Regions from separate parts of the Sus scrofa genome. Here region 1 is linked to region 2. Evidence: chromatin contacts called from public HiChIP or PLAC-seq data. All regions are on one chromosome and are shown on one strand. The core of a region is the stretch at or near the end of the contact, and the rest is flanking DNA. Distances in the headings are between cores, read along the strand shown. Region 1 has its middle 730 kb from the start of FAM49B. Region 2 has its middle 560 kb from the start of FAM49B.

What was found. HiChIP or PLAC-seq counts read pairs in DNA pulled down with a chosen protein or histone mark.
Region 1: an H3K27ac HiChIP or PLAC-seq map of alveolar macrophages shows a contact between it and region 2. The contact joins two enhancer-like sites. A contact is called at or near these places in 1 of 47 Hi-C or Micro-C datasets (embryonic fibroblasts) and 1 of 2 datasets of contacts at active chromatin or transcription factors (alveolar macrophages).

The regions. Positions count from the first base shown.
Region 1 is chr4:11,204,076-11,210,616 of Sscrofa11.1, forward strand. No RefSeq gene overlaps it. Among named protein-coding and RNA genes, the nearest start is that of FAM49B, 730 kb to the left of the region's middle. Within about 2 kb of position 5,151, at least 4 of the 83 cell types and tissues checked have an H3K27ac peak or open chromatin away from gene starts, as enhancers often do. A contact at or near this core is called in alveolar macrophages, where this site is marked.
Region 2 is chr4:11,028,853-11,035,571 of Sscrofa11.1, forward strand. No RefSeq gene overlaps it. Among named protein-coding and RNA genes, the nearest start is that of FAM49B, 560 kb to the left of the region's middle. Within about 2 kb of position 2,354, at least 3 of the 83 cell types and tissues checked have an H3K27ac peak or open chromatin away from gene starts, as enhancers often do. A contact at or near this core is called in alveolar macrophages, where this site is marked.

The DNA.
Region 1 (6,541 bases), core at 3,901-6,400, 180 kb after region 2:
GGATGGTGTTATCCTAGGCCTGGGCAGACTTTGAGGCCCAACCATATATTTGGGATTTTGGCAGTGATGTCTTAGGAACATCTTCAGTAGAGGATCCTATGGCTTTATGCATCGTTCAGGGAAAGGTGGACCCTATTGGCTCATTCAACCCAAGCAGAGCATGATGGGAAGGGCAACTCACACCACTAGACAGAGGAGTTTAAAACAACAAGAAATGAAAATAAGCATGAGAAGATTAGAAGCAGAAGGACGTAGACTGTGAGCAGACATTCTAAATATTCCTGTTTTCATCCCACTTGTTAATGCCTGGGCCGATTAGCTGTCTCATGAGGCGCTTTCTGCCTTGTCTGTATAATTTTGTCAACCTGTCTGTCACATTGGTGTTTTTAGCTGGATATCCAGGCAACTTCTCTGAGGTTTCCTTTTCACCTAGAGATGTGGTCAGGATCAACCTTTGGGGTGGTCTCCGGGAGGCGCAGCTCTAGTCGAAGTCCAGCCTGAAATGCAATACCTCTCAAGAAGTGAAAAAGCCTTGACTTTCAGTCTCAATTTACGTATCAACCCATCACCTCGTATAAGGATTAAACTTCTTGTAAGAGGAGGGTACTTCTCTGCTATTCCCTTGAGAGGGTAATGCATTTAAAAATCTTTCTGATGCCATGATCATAAGATTAATGCTGTAATCCAGTTTGTTATCTGTCTGCTGTGTCTCCTTGTGTGAGCACAAGTCAATAGAGCTTCACTTCTCTAATTGAAATCAGGATGATGATGGAGTCTGTGCACGGACCTGAAAGGTGGCTGCCATATCCGTTGGGAATTAATCCTCTGGAAGTGAGGCCAACCTAATTACTCTGCTCAGAAATACTGGGCTTGCATCAGCTTCTTCAGTATACAGCCATGGAAAAGAGGCCATGTCCCATTTGGCAAATCTTTTCTTGAATTTCTTTAAACTCACCTAACATGTCATTGTGAAACCTTTTCATTGGAAAGTGCTGTTTCTTAGGTTTTCCACATTTTTATGGGAAGGTATTCTTAATTTAAATGAAAAGGCCAATTTTTCAGTCACATAGTTAACTTTTTATGTCCTCAATGTGTCACACTCAGGTGTTATTTATAGATGTTATGCCTTTGACACTCAAACATAATGTTTCTTAGAAATGCTATTGGGAGAAATGCTATTAGGAGAAATCTTCTGAGAGGGTGTAGGTCCTCTCAAAAGAAATCCTGTAGTTTCACCCAATTATTGCAACAACAACAAAAACAATATGCTGAGTGTATATCGTGACTCAGGCACTGCCCTAAGCATGTCTCAAATATTTTCTCAGTTTATATTTGCAATAATCATTTGAAGTCGATGCCATTAGTATTTCCTCTACGTATTTTTTTAAAAGAAGCATTGAATTTTTTTTCCTTTTTATGGTTGCTCCTGCAGCATATGGATTTCTAAGGCCAGGGGTTGAATCAGAGCTTCAGCTGAGGCCTATGCCACAGCCACAGCAACACCAGATCCAAGCTGCATCTGCAACCTTTGCCACAGCTTGCAGCAACACCAGATCCTTAACCCACTTGGTAAGGCTAGGGATCAACCTACATCCTCATGGATAGTATCTTGGGTCCTTCACCTGCTGAGCCACACATGATTGAAACTCCCAAGATTTTAAGTTGCTGTCTGATGTCATACAACCAGTAAGTCTTGGAACTGTATTTGAAGCAGGCAGTCCAGCTACAGAATTGGGTTGTCATTATAGGATACAGGATACTCATCAGCTTTGAATTTTAGATAAGCAATACATTTTTTTTTGGTAAAAATACAGCTCAAATATTGCAGGAGACATTCAGATACTAAAAACAATTACTTGTTTATTTGAAACTCAAATTTCACTGAGTATATCACGTGGGGTGTTAGATTTGTTTCATTTTTGTTAAAGCTGGCAGTCCTATTTCGAACCCATGCTCTTTTTTGGGGGGATATATTTGATGTAATATTACATAAGTCTCAGGTGTACAGCATGGTGATTTGAAGTTTTTAAAAGTTATACTCCGTTTATGGTCGTTATAAACTATTGACTAGATTCCCAGGGTTGTAAAATATATCTTGTAGCTTATTTATTTATTTTATACATAATAGTTGGTGCCTTTTAATCCCCTACCCCTTTGTTGCCTCTCCCACCCACTTCCCTCTCCCCACTGGGAACCACTGCTTTGTTCCCTATATCCATGAGTCTGTTTTTTCCTTTTGGTTATATTTACTACTTTGTTGTGTTTCTTAGGTTCCATGTTTAAGTGATATCACAGTATGTGTCCTTCTCTGTCTGCCTTATTTCATTTAGCATCATAACCACCAAGTCCATTCATGTTGCTGCACATGGCAAATTTTCATTCTTTTTTATAGCCCATGTTCTTCAGCGATGCTGCTATAGAGCTACTATGTCTGAGCAGTGAGGGGAAAATGTATTACGTAGAGTCCTACGGCTGGTTAATGATGGAGATAAGCTCCTCCTCTCCCTCTCCCATCCTAGAGAGAGTGAGTCCCTTCGCTGTCTCGTCATTTCCCATCCCAGGTTATGATGCTGGTGGAATGCTCGTTTTGGTATAGCATAAAACGTGCTGCAAAGACCGTAGGGTCTTTGCCCAGGCAGAGATATCCATGTGCACTATTCATGCAAAATGTCAGTGGTTATTATGGGCACACATTTGGAACACAGAGGGCCTAACATTTAGGGGAGGGGTACAAATTTATCATTCAACAATTATAATATTTCCACATTCATATATAGGTATATTTATTATTTCTGTGGTCCTTTGAAGTGTTCAATGTGTTGCTGAAGTCATTAAGTAAATGATGATGAAATCACAACTAGCATAGAGGTTCCAACACAGAATGTTGCTTAGTAAAGACTTCAGCTTCATTTAATTCTTTTCTCTGTGCATAAACTATAGTGCCTGAGACATCTGCATTCCTATCCCGGCTGGGCCATGGAGAAGCCTTGGGTGAGCTTCTCTGCATTTTCATTCTGTCCTCTGTAAAGTGAAAAAATGGTCTTGGGTGTTTCCCTCCTAATGGTCCTTTTGTCCTTGATATTGTACGGTCCTGGACCTGAGAAAGATGGGTTCAGGTGTTTCATTACTGATTTTTGTCACTCGTATTGTGATGACGATCTAGGATTTATCTTGTGTGAGTCATTCTTGAATTAAACACTCATTCCTATATTGGCTGCTTACACTGACAGTTAGGCCAATTTGTCCTCTCTTTGGACCTGAATGGTACCTCATAATTCTAGCATCTTTCCTCCAGAATTCAGCACAATTCTGGTCAACTGAAGGTAAATGCAATCTCTTTATGGCATGATTGATTATGTAATCACGTGTAGGTACCAACCAGCTGAAGGATCTATGCAGTCTGGCTCAAATCCACTTTTCTTTTCGTGCTCTCTTATCACCACTCAACATAGTGATTCAGTCACATCAAATGACTTCTCACCTAAATCTGTTGTGCAGCTCCTTGCCTTTGTAGGAGGGCTTCGTCTTCCTTAGTTAGCAGTGGGAGCTACCATGTTGAAGGTTCTCACTACATGCCAGGCATTCTTGTACATCAACTCATCCAGTTATCTCAACAGCCCATTGAGACAGGTGATGTTCTTGTTCCCATTTTGCCGAAGTGGACACTGAGGTATGGAGAGATTAAACCACTCCTCTGAAGTTGTACAGTTGGTAAATGGCAGCACCAGTATTCCAACCCAGGCAACCTAGTTCTGAATTTCATGCTTTTAGCTACTGCCACAGACTGCCTCAGTTACATATATTTCTACCCATCTGTGAGGCCGAATAAAGGCTTCCCAAGATGTCTTCATCATAATCCCCCAAACCTGTGAGTAGGTCACCTTCCATGGCAAAAGGGACCTTTCCACTGTCATCAAGTTAAGGATCGTGAGATGGGAAGAGTGCCCGAATGATTCAGTGGGTCCAGTGTCAGTCATCACAAATATGGCAGGAGGGTGAGATCTAAAGAGATGTGTCCTTGGAATCAGGGGCATCGTCACAGAGGGATTTGTAGATGCTATGCTGTTGAATCTCAAAGTGGAGAAAGGGGTCACAAGCCAAAGAATGCGGCCTCTAGAAGCTGAAAAGGGCAAGGAGAAAGACTCTCCCTAGGAGGCTCCAGAGAGATTACAGCTCTGCTGACACCCTGACTTGAGACTTCCGACACTCAGAGCTATGCAGGCGTACATTTGTGTTGTTTTTAAGGTGCAGAGTTTGTGGCAATTTGTTAATAGCAGCCATAGGAATTGAAGAGACGGTGCTCTATGACCCAACTGAAATGATTCTTCTCCTGAATTCCTGAATCAGGTAGAGTTGACTGCTCCTCCTCTGGCTCTGCCATGCATTGTTCTTCATCATCTTATTTATTATACTTCATCACCTTTATTTATTATATTTATTGGCTTATGTATCAATGTCTTATGCACGTTGATGAATTATTCATTTTTGATTCCTCATCCTGTCCTGCTGCCTGGTATATAAACATAATCTATGAGGTGTTTGTGGACTGGCTGGCTATTTAAATAGCCCAGAGAATGAACAGGGTCCAAGGGTCATAATGAGAGCAGCTTGGAAACAGTAGCACAGAGAGTAACAGCTTTGATGCAGACAGACCTGTGTTGCTGACTAGCTGTGTGACACAGCAACAATGTCCTGATTCCCCTGAGCATCAGATATGGGACTGCAGTGTCTACTTTATATGGTAGTTGTTATAAAATATTAGATAAGAAAATATAGAGTCACCTGTTAAGCTCATCACTTAATAATTACCTTATCTGGAGTTCCCATTGTGGCTCAGCAGGTTAAGAACTTGATGTAGTGTCCATGAGGATGCAGGTTCAATCCCTGGCCTTGCTCAGGGGTTAAGGATCTGTCATTGCTGCAAGCTGTGGTGTAGCTCACAGATGTGGCTTGGATTCTGCGTTGCTGGGGCTGTGGCTCGGATTCTGCATTGCTAGAGCTCTGATTTGAACCCTAGCCCAGGCACCTCCATATGCCATGGATGGGGCCGTAAGAAGAAAAACATTGCCTTATCTTCCTCTGTGTGAAGGGAAACTTGGTTTGGCGCCCCGGTGTGTTGTAACACTGGGCAGTTTCCCTCATTACCATGTCAGCTCATATAGCATCAGTATAGCATCAGCCACTTAAGAGGTTCTCTTTGAAAGCTGAATGCATGTTACAGAGAGTAGCAGTCACTACTCTTAGAAAACACATACCGTGAGTGGCTAGTGCATGGCTTGACTTTTTCTTCTTTGGCAAGCAAGGATGAGAGTCATAATTTAAAGCCTGAGGGTAATATTGCATTTGGAAAAGTAGACACATCACATTTGTTCCAAGACTGTGTAAGCAGCAGGATTTGTTTCAGTTTGAGGGACAAGCTAGAAAAATCCAATGGCATTTCCGTGCCCATGGTTCTGGCAGCCCTGACAGTCTTCAGGAATGTCTGTGGTTCAAAGGCATGGCAGATCTGTGGTTCTGGACCCTCCCCACTGACTTCCCTAATCTCAGCTCCACGTCTTACTTGTCTCTTTAGAAATGTGGGAACATGAACTCGGTGTGTGGACCAGGGTGGCCTGTCATTGCTCTGTGCCCTTTCCCAGGCTACCTGGGGAGAATAGACATATCAAAAAAACAATAAGGACAAAAGAAAAAAATCAATGAGGACAAGAGGAAGCAGTGACTTTTTCAGAACAAAAAAGAGAAGGCACAATTGGCCAGAAAGGAGAAACAGCAAAGGGGAAGAGGAGGTAAGAGGCGAGAGTTTCCTTTTGAATGGACCCATGGAGCTGCCGTTGCTACTTCTCTGTTCCTCTTTGGTGTCTGCACTTTCACCTCTGCCTGCCTGGTACAACCACCCAGTCACCTCAACAGCTTAACTCCAGCCCATTCCTCAGCAATAAGCTCAGGACTGGGGTCTTCTCTGACCACAATGCTGGGTTTAGGACTTCCTCCATAGTGTCCCCTTTGCCCCTGTGCTACCTCAGCTCATTGCTTCACAGTTGAGTACACTTTGTAGATATGCCTGTCTTCTCCAAGGAACCATGGACAACTTGGGGAGAAGGGTGCATTATCACCTTCAATGTCGAATGACTAAATGCTCTAATTCTAACACACCTGCTGGAATGAATCACTCGGGGATTTTACCAACACCACCAATGCATGTTCTCCTATCTTGGAATTACTATTTAGCATAGCCTAGGGGGTTAACTGCTGGAGAGCTAGTGTACCAGACCCTGAAGAGAATGAAATATCAACACCAGTCTGTCAACATGTATTTCTTGGAGTAGGTCATTCATTTATTCATAAACCAACTCATTCTTTCAATAAAACTTTATTAAGAACCCATGGTTTGTAACTCATTCTGTCTATTCATTTTTTCACTCAACATTTTTTTTTTATTGTCTGTTCCATGTTCAAACTGTGGATATGTTGGTGAAAATAACAGGAGTGCTTCCCCAGTGGGAATCAGATAGCATATTGGAGAAGATGGACAATGCAAATG
Region 2 (6,719 bases), core at 1,104-3,603:
CAAACCTTTGCCTCCAATGTCCTTCCCCCACAACAAGCCACTGTCACCCCCTGTTTTCCCAGCAGATCCTCCAATAACTGCAGTCACGTCTGACCCAGGTTTCTGTGGAGTCTCTGCTTTTCCCTGGGACCTAGTGGACATGAAACCTTGTGTGTATCTTTCAAGAATGGGGTCTCCATTTCCTCCAGTCCTATGGGACTCCTGCACACAAGCCCCACTGGCCTTCAATGCCAAATGCTCCTGGGGCTCCTTCTCCCAATGCCAGATCCTCAGGCATGGGGACCTGATGTGGGGCTCAGAACTCTTACCCCTGAAGGTGAGTCTCTGTAATATAGTTACTTTCCAGTCTGTGGGCTGCCTACCTGGTGCCTAGGGGATTGCTTATATCATGTAATCACCCCTCCTACCATCTGGATGTGGCCTCCTCTTTGTTTTCTGGAGTAGGGTATCTTTTTTGATGGTTTGCAGTCTATTTGGTTGAAGGTTGTTCAGCAATTGGTTGTAATTTTGTTGCTTTTATGATAGAAGGTGAGCTCCAGTCCTTCTACTCCACCATCTTAATCCCATCTCCAAAAATGCTTTTCTTATAATTTTTCATTCTCTCCATATTATGAGGGGTTATGATTGTCCTTATTTCTCAGCTAGAATGGATAAGATAAGTACATTTCTAAGGTCACACAGGTAGGAAATAGCAGTTAGGATTTGGACCTTCATTGGACTAACTGTAGGGTCACTGCTTGTCAATAGAGTGGATATATGACAGTTTACTTATCTAGCCTTGATACAACAAGTGATTGAATATTTTTGTGAAAGGGGTTCACCTTTGCTTTGATAACCACTCCAGTTCCACACTATCTTCTTGTTCTCTAAACACATCAAGCTTGCCTCCTGCCACAGGGGCTTTGCACTTATTCTCCTTTCTGCAGGAACTGTCTACCCTACTATATGCAGCCATAGTTTGGTCCCTCATTGCATTCATTTGTTTGTTTGTTTTTTGTCTTTTCAGGGATGTGCCTGAGGCATATGGAGGTTCCCAGGCTAGGGGTCATCTCAGAGCTGTAGCCGCTGGCCTATGCCACAGCCACAGCAACACCAGATCTGAGCTGCATCTGTGACCTACACAACAGCTCATGGCAATGCTGGATCCTTAACCCATTGAGCAAGGCCAGGGATCAAACCTGCATCCTCATGGATGCTGGTCAGATTCGTTTCCACTGAGCCATGAGGGGAACTCCTCATTTCTTTGTTAATCACTTCCTTTGAGATGTCTGCCCTGGCCTCTCCCTTCGTTGTCTCTTTTCTGGCTCATTTTCTTTCTAGCACTTATGAATAGTTGGTATTATTGTATACTTAAGTATGTATTTTTATTTTTCTTACTAAAAATCAATTTCCATGAGAATGTAATTTTGGTTTCCCTTACTTAGCTTTGCTTCCCTAGTGCTCCAAAATCCATCTGCCTCAGTAAAAGAAGCTGACTGATATTTGTCTAGTGAATGGATAATGGAAGCCTTTTCTCTATTTTAAAGTGTTCGATATGATGATTGGAATCAATATGTTGATAGGTATGGACAATAGAAGTTTCTTTATACATTCTGTGCAGTTACATTTCAAAAAAGTAAGTAAGGACTGGTTTAAATTTCCACGAGCAATAGAGGAATCTGCCCCATTCACTCTTCCCGAGACTGACTGGACCTGACCCAACTGTGATAGTCAAGATCACCATATCCTGAGCTAGCAAACTCAGACATGCACCCATCCCTCCAGAAGTCTGTCCTAAGGTAGCCATTGGTTTTTCTATGTCAGAAGATGTTACAGGTTACACTCACTGCTTCTTATTTATACTTTTCCTTGTCATTTCCTACCTTCTCCAGGGAGGAAATGCTGGGCATTATAATTAGTTCTGGGGAAGGGTTTGGAGTGGAACTGAGATGATAGAATAAGCTCTGTGCTGGTTTAAAGCCTGAACTTTTTGACGGGGAGCTAGGATTTAAGTCCTGCCCTGCCCTTCCAGTTCTGCATCTGGAAATATGAGATAATCACCCAGTGTCCACTTCACAGATTGCTGTGCGGTAGAAATGCAGTCATGTGTGATGTTTGTAGTACCATGATAGGTTCATGGTAGGCCTGCAATTTACCTTAAAGCGGCGTAATCAACACCCACTCCACAGAAACACTGAGCAATTTCTTTGGTCCCAGCCTGTTCTCTGATGGTGTCCAGGATGGGAAGATGCTATAATCTTGCTTTGCTGCAAAGTTGGCAGGAAGGGCAGGAGGCCAGTGGTGTCACTGTCCTGGTCACTGCTTGTAATGGGGCAAGCACATTGGAAGAGTGACAGATCTATGGGAAACGAGAAGTCAGTGAGGCCTGACATCTAAAAAGGACCTCAAGAAGGGACAGAGAGGAAATGGGGTGTCAGCTGTGGTGCTGAGTAGGTTGTCTTTTAATAGAGCCATATTCCAGGAAAGAGCTTCTTGAGTAAGGAAGTTCCCCGAACCCAAGCCCTGAAACATTTCAGCAGCAGGTTTTGAAAGCAGCTTTCTTTGGCTGGTTGTGATAGCTCGTGTTGTAATGTCTCTTCAGTTAGTTTTAGAAGGCTGCATTTCTTTGGAAAAAAATTTGACTAATATTTATTAAGAACTTCCTCTAGGCCATATGAATATCAAACATTTTTAATGAATTCATTCACTGAAGAGATACTTCCTGCATGTCAGCCATGTCCCAGGCATTGACCTGAGTGGGAATATAGCAATGAAGCAAAGACAACATCCGTACCATCATAATAGAGCCTACTTCCCAGAGCACCCAACCTGCAACTGGTATACATCTGAAGATAAAATTTTAAAAATAATGCTTATATAATCATAGAGATCTTTCCAAATTAGGACAGATAAAAATGTGTTGTCTGAAGCCACATTGGATTTCCAACAGATCTATGTATTGCAATTTATTTAACCATTGTCTTGTTAATGAAAAGTGGATTGTTTTTAGTCTCTCGTTATCACTAACAGCATCACAGCTACCATCCTTGAAGAATATGTCTTTGCACACCATTCTGGATGTTTACTGCATTCCAGAGCATCCTCCCTCTTCCATTAGAAAGGGGTTGTGTGGGCTCTTAGAGTCATCTTCTTTGATAGACGTTCCCAGATGCCTTTTTCATTTTGAATTATCTTTGTCATGTACAGTCCTAGCTGAAACTATTCCATTATAAATGTTATTTTTTAGACAAAGACTACACCCACATGTCTCCTTGAGACAGGTTCTTTCCACCTTTGGTTCTCTGGGACAATGACTTATAATTCTTAAAATCCTCTCCCTCTCTTTAAGAGTGTCTTCTCCCATGGAAAATTTTGTAACATAAACCTTGACATTTCGTGTTACTATGTTATGAATGAGATTCTCTTACATGATACATTCTAACTGGTTGTTAGTTGTTTGTTGTCTTCAGCAATCTTACCGTTGTCTGCTAACTCTAATAGTTATTCAGTTGATTCTTTTGGGTTTTCTGGATACATAGTCATAGTACATATAAATAATGCTAATATCCCTTCTTCCTTTCATCTTAGGGTTTGACTTATTCTTTCCCTAAGTCAATCTTGGCCAGTGATATTGGGGCAGAGCAGAGATAGCAGCAGTAGGGTAAGTAGCATCAACTTGATTTTATCTGTGCGAAGAGATGCGATGTATAAACTGGAATCCATGTAAAACTGGAGGACATGGGATTTCTACCAACATCCCCAAACCATAAATTATTTCAAGGTTTAGAGCAGCTTGGATGACTTGAAAAATGTCCTTTACATTAAAGATGACTTTGGCAAGTTGTAAGGCTGCAAGTTATCTGGCAAGTTTGTGGCCCCCACTATGTGTTTTGCATAATTCTATTAGCAGGCTTTTCATAGCATATTGCAGTCATTTGTTCAGTTGTCATTCATTTTTTTTTTCAGTCATCATCTGCCGCTCAATTGTACAGTGAGCTCCTTGAGGGCAGGCATTTGTTTTTTTCCTCTCCATACGCCCAGTTACTAGCAGAATGTCTGAAAGTGTTGATTCTTGACATGTGCTTGCTAATGAATTATTAAATTGCCAAATGTGTGAATGAAGATGCATAGACAAGGTCATGCATTTTTGTTGGATGTTGAATGAATGAGCAAATAGAGTCATGACTCCACTGGGTTTCTCATGCCCCCAAATGGAAGGACTAAATGAAAATGAGGCTGAGACCTTACTTCTTCTTCCTTGGGTTCAGAGTTGAGGAAGTCAGTGGGTCAAATGAGCTGGCTTAGTTCCTCTGTCAGACTTCCTTTCTTCTTTTGGGATGGATGGTTTGGTAGAGACTTGATTTAGCAAGAATGTCTCCTTTACATTTTGCTCAGGAACAGCTTGTACTTCTGGAGGCTGAATCAGGCATGGACTCTTTTCCTTTTTTTTTTTTTCTTTTTCCTTTTAAAGAACCCTAAGCAGGTTTTTGCAGATTTGATTCACTAACAGTACTGTTGATCTGAAACTACTAGTCTCTTTAGGGAAAAATATCAGCTTTATTCAGGAACGGAGCATCAGCTGTGGAGGTGGTGAGTCTAAAAAGACCCCTCTCCTACCATTCAAAGCTCATCATGTAATGATTTTGCAATTACTTGACTCTCTGTGGATAGTTTACACACACACAGAATTTCATGCTTAGATTTCCTATGAATTCCGTCAAACAGTAGATTTACCTGATTTCATGTAATTTTTAAATTTTTTTCCACCAGAGAGGCCAAGTCATTGAGCCCCTTTAACACGTTGCAGATTCAGCCTCCCACCTTGAGATAATGAATATAGATTCTATCTTTTATGCCAAGTGTGACTGACGACTAACAGCCGTGTTATGTTGTGGAGTGCTGTGTTTTGAAAGATGCTGAGGTTGTATCTGGGACTAAGTGCAAAACAGTTCTGCTGTGGTTGTGGGAAGGGGGAAAGTGTGGCTCATATACCCTGTGTTTATTTATATTTTATGTTCTAACACTTGAGGACAGGAATGTTTCCCGGATCAAAATCACCCCTCTCTCAGTCTTTTGGCCACTTTGGTCCACAACATTGTCATTCATCTCAGAACCTTTGCAGCATGTGCTGCCTGACCCATTTAATCATCCCAGTTTTCTGAGGGTTTTAGTGATCTGGTCAAGCATGTTTCATCTCCCCAAGTGGATGGTGTCAGAAGTGGACTTCCACTGGAAGCTGTACATGGGCTCCAGATGCCTCAGAGAATCCCCACTTTGCCATCTAATGGTGTATTTCCTGAAGCAAGTTATCTAGACTCTCTAAGACCTGGTTTATTTTCTCACATAATTATGAAGATTAGATGAGATAATATAGGTGTTTAGTCCAGCATAGGCTCACCAAGATCCTACCATTATCATGGTCACCTTGAAGGAATGTAATGACCTCCAGCCTTGCAAGTGTTGATGGCAGTTTGTTTGAATGGCATTTGGAAACAAAGAGGAAAGACTGTCCAGGAGAGGGTGCTTTAGCTCATGTCTTTGATTAGTCTGGTTCATTGTATGAGGCCATGGGTAAAGTGGCAGGTCAAGTTGTGTTGACTGGTTCTGCTGGTGCAGTTGTCCCAGTGGAGAGGGAATGTGTCTGGCCAAGTTCTGTTAAACACTGGATACCTTACCTCTTTTACATTTGCTGACTTCTTCTCTTATACAGGAAGAAAATAGTCTGATGATGGGGACGTGAGTGTTCTGGCCACCGTGACAATTATTTGTACTTTACTAAATTTGAGAGAACAGATTGACGATGAAAGGTTAAAGTTATAGTTCCCATAATGGTAATTTCTTGTTACAAATTAATCCGTTGTCATTCTAGTGCTCTCACAAACTAGGCTGAAGCAGGGCTGTGAGTGATGGCGCTTGTTTAACAAAATAAACCTACAAAGATGACCAGACTTTGAACTATGGTAACTTTATTAAAATGCTAAATGCAACACTGTGAGGTATTATGTAGGGCAGACTGTTGCATTTTTCCCCTTCGTGTATCCAGCGTAGCCATTGGCAGAGTTCACTGAGATTCTTTTCTTGGAATGTCTACAGGTCAAAACTCCATGAGGTCATGGACTGTGAATTTGCTGTCTCTGTGCGTTTACTTTCTCCCTCTGGAATATGTCCCTCCTACCTTCTCCCCAAAGCATGGGAGGGTATGAGAATCAAAATTAATAATGGATCCAGTGTTCCCAGGATACTTTGGAAATACAGCGGTGAAATAAGATGGATAAGATCTTGCTTTTATGAAGCTTATTTTCTAAGGGAGTGGATCTGGAAGTACTTTGCATTGTCTAGAATGTTCTACAAATGTAGCTCTTATTAGAACTCATCTTTCATGAGTCAGTTCAAATGTTGCCTCTCTGATGCCATCTGTGACTCGGCTAGGGAAACTGAAATCCTTTCTGTGCTTTCACAAAACCTCATACTTTTTTTGAATAGAACAAGCAAAAGCAAGCTCCACAGTTTGTCTATTTATGTGTCTGTCTTCGCCATTCCTTTCTAATTTCATTAAAGGCAAGAACATTGTCTGGTTCTTATTAAATCATTGGTGTCCAGCACAGTTCTTGGAAACATAGTAGACACTCTCATATGTTTGCAGTGCAGTTTAAGAATGCGATTTCAGGAGTTCCCATGGTGGCGCAGTGGTTAACGAATCTGACTAGGAACCATGAGGTTGCGGGTTTGGTCCCTGCCCT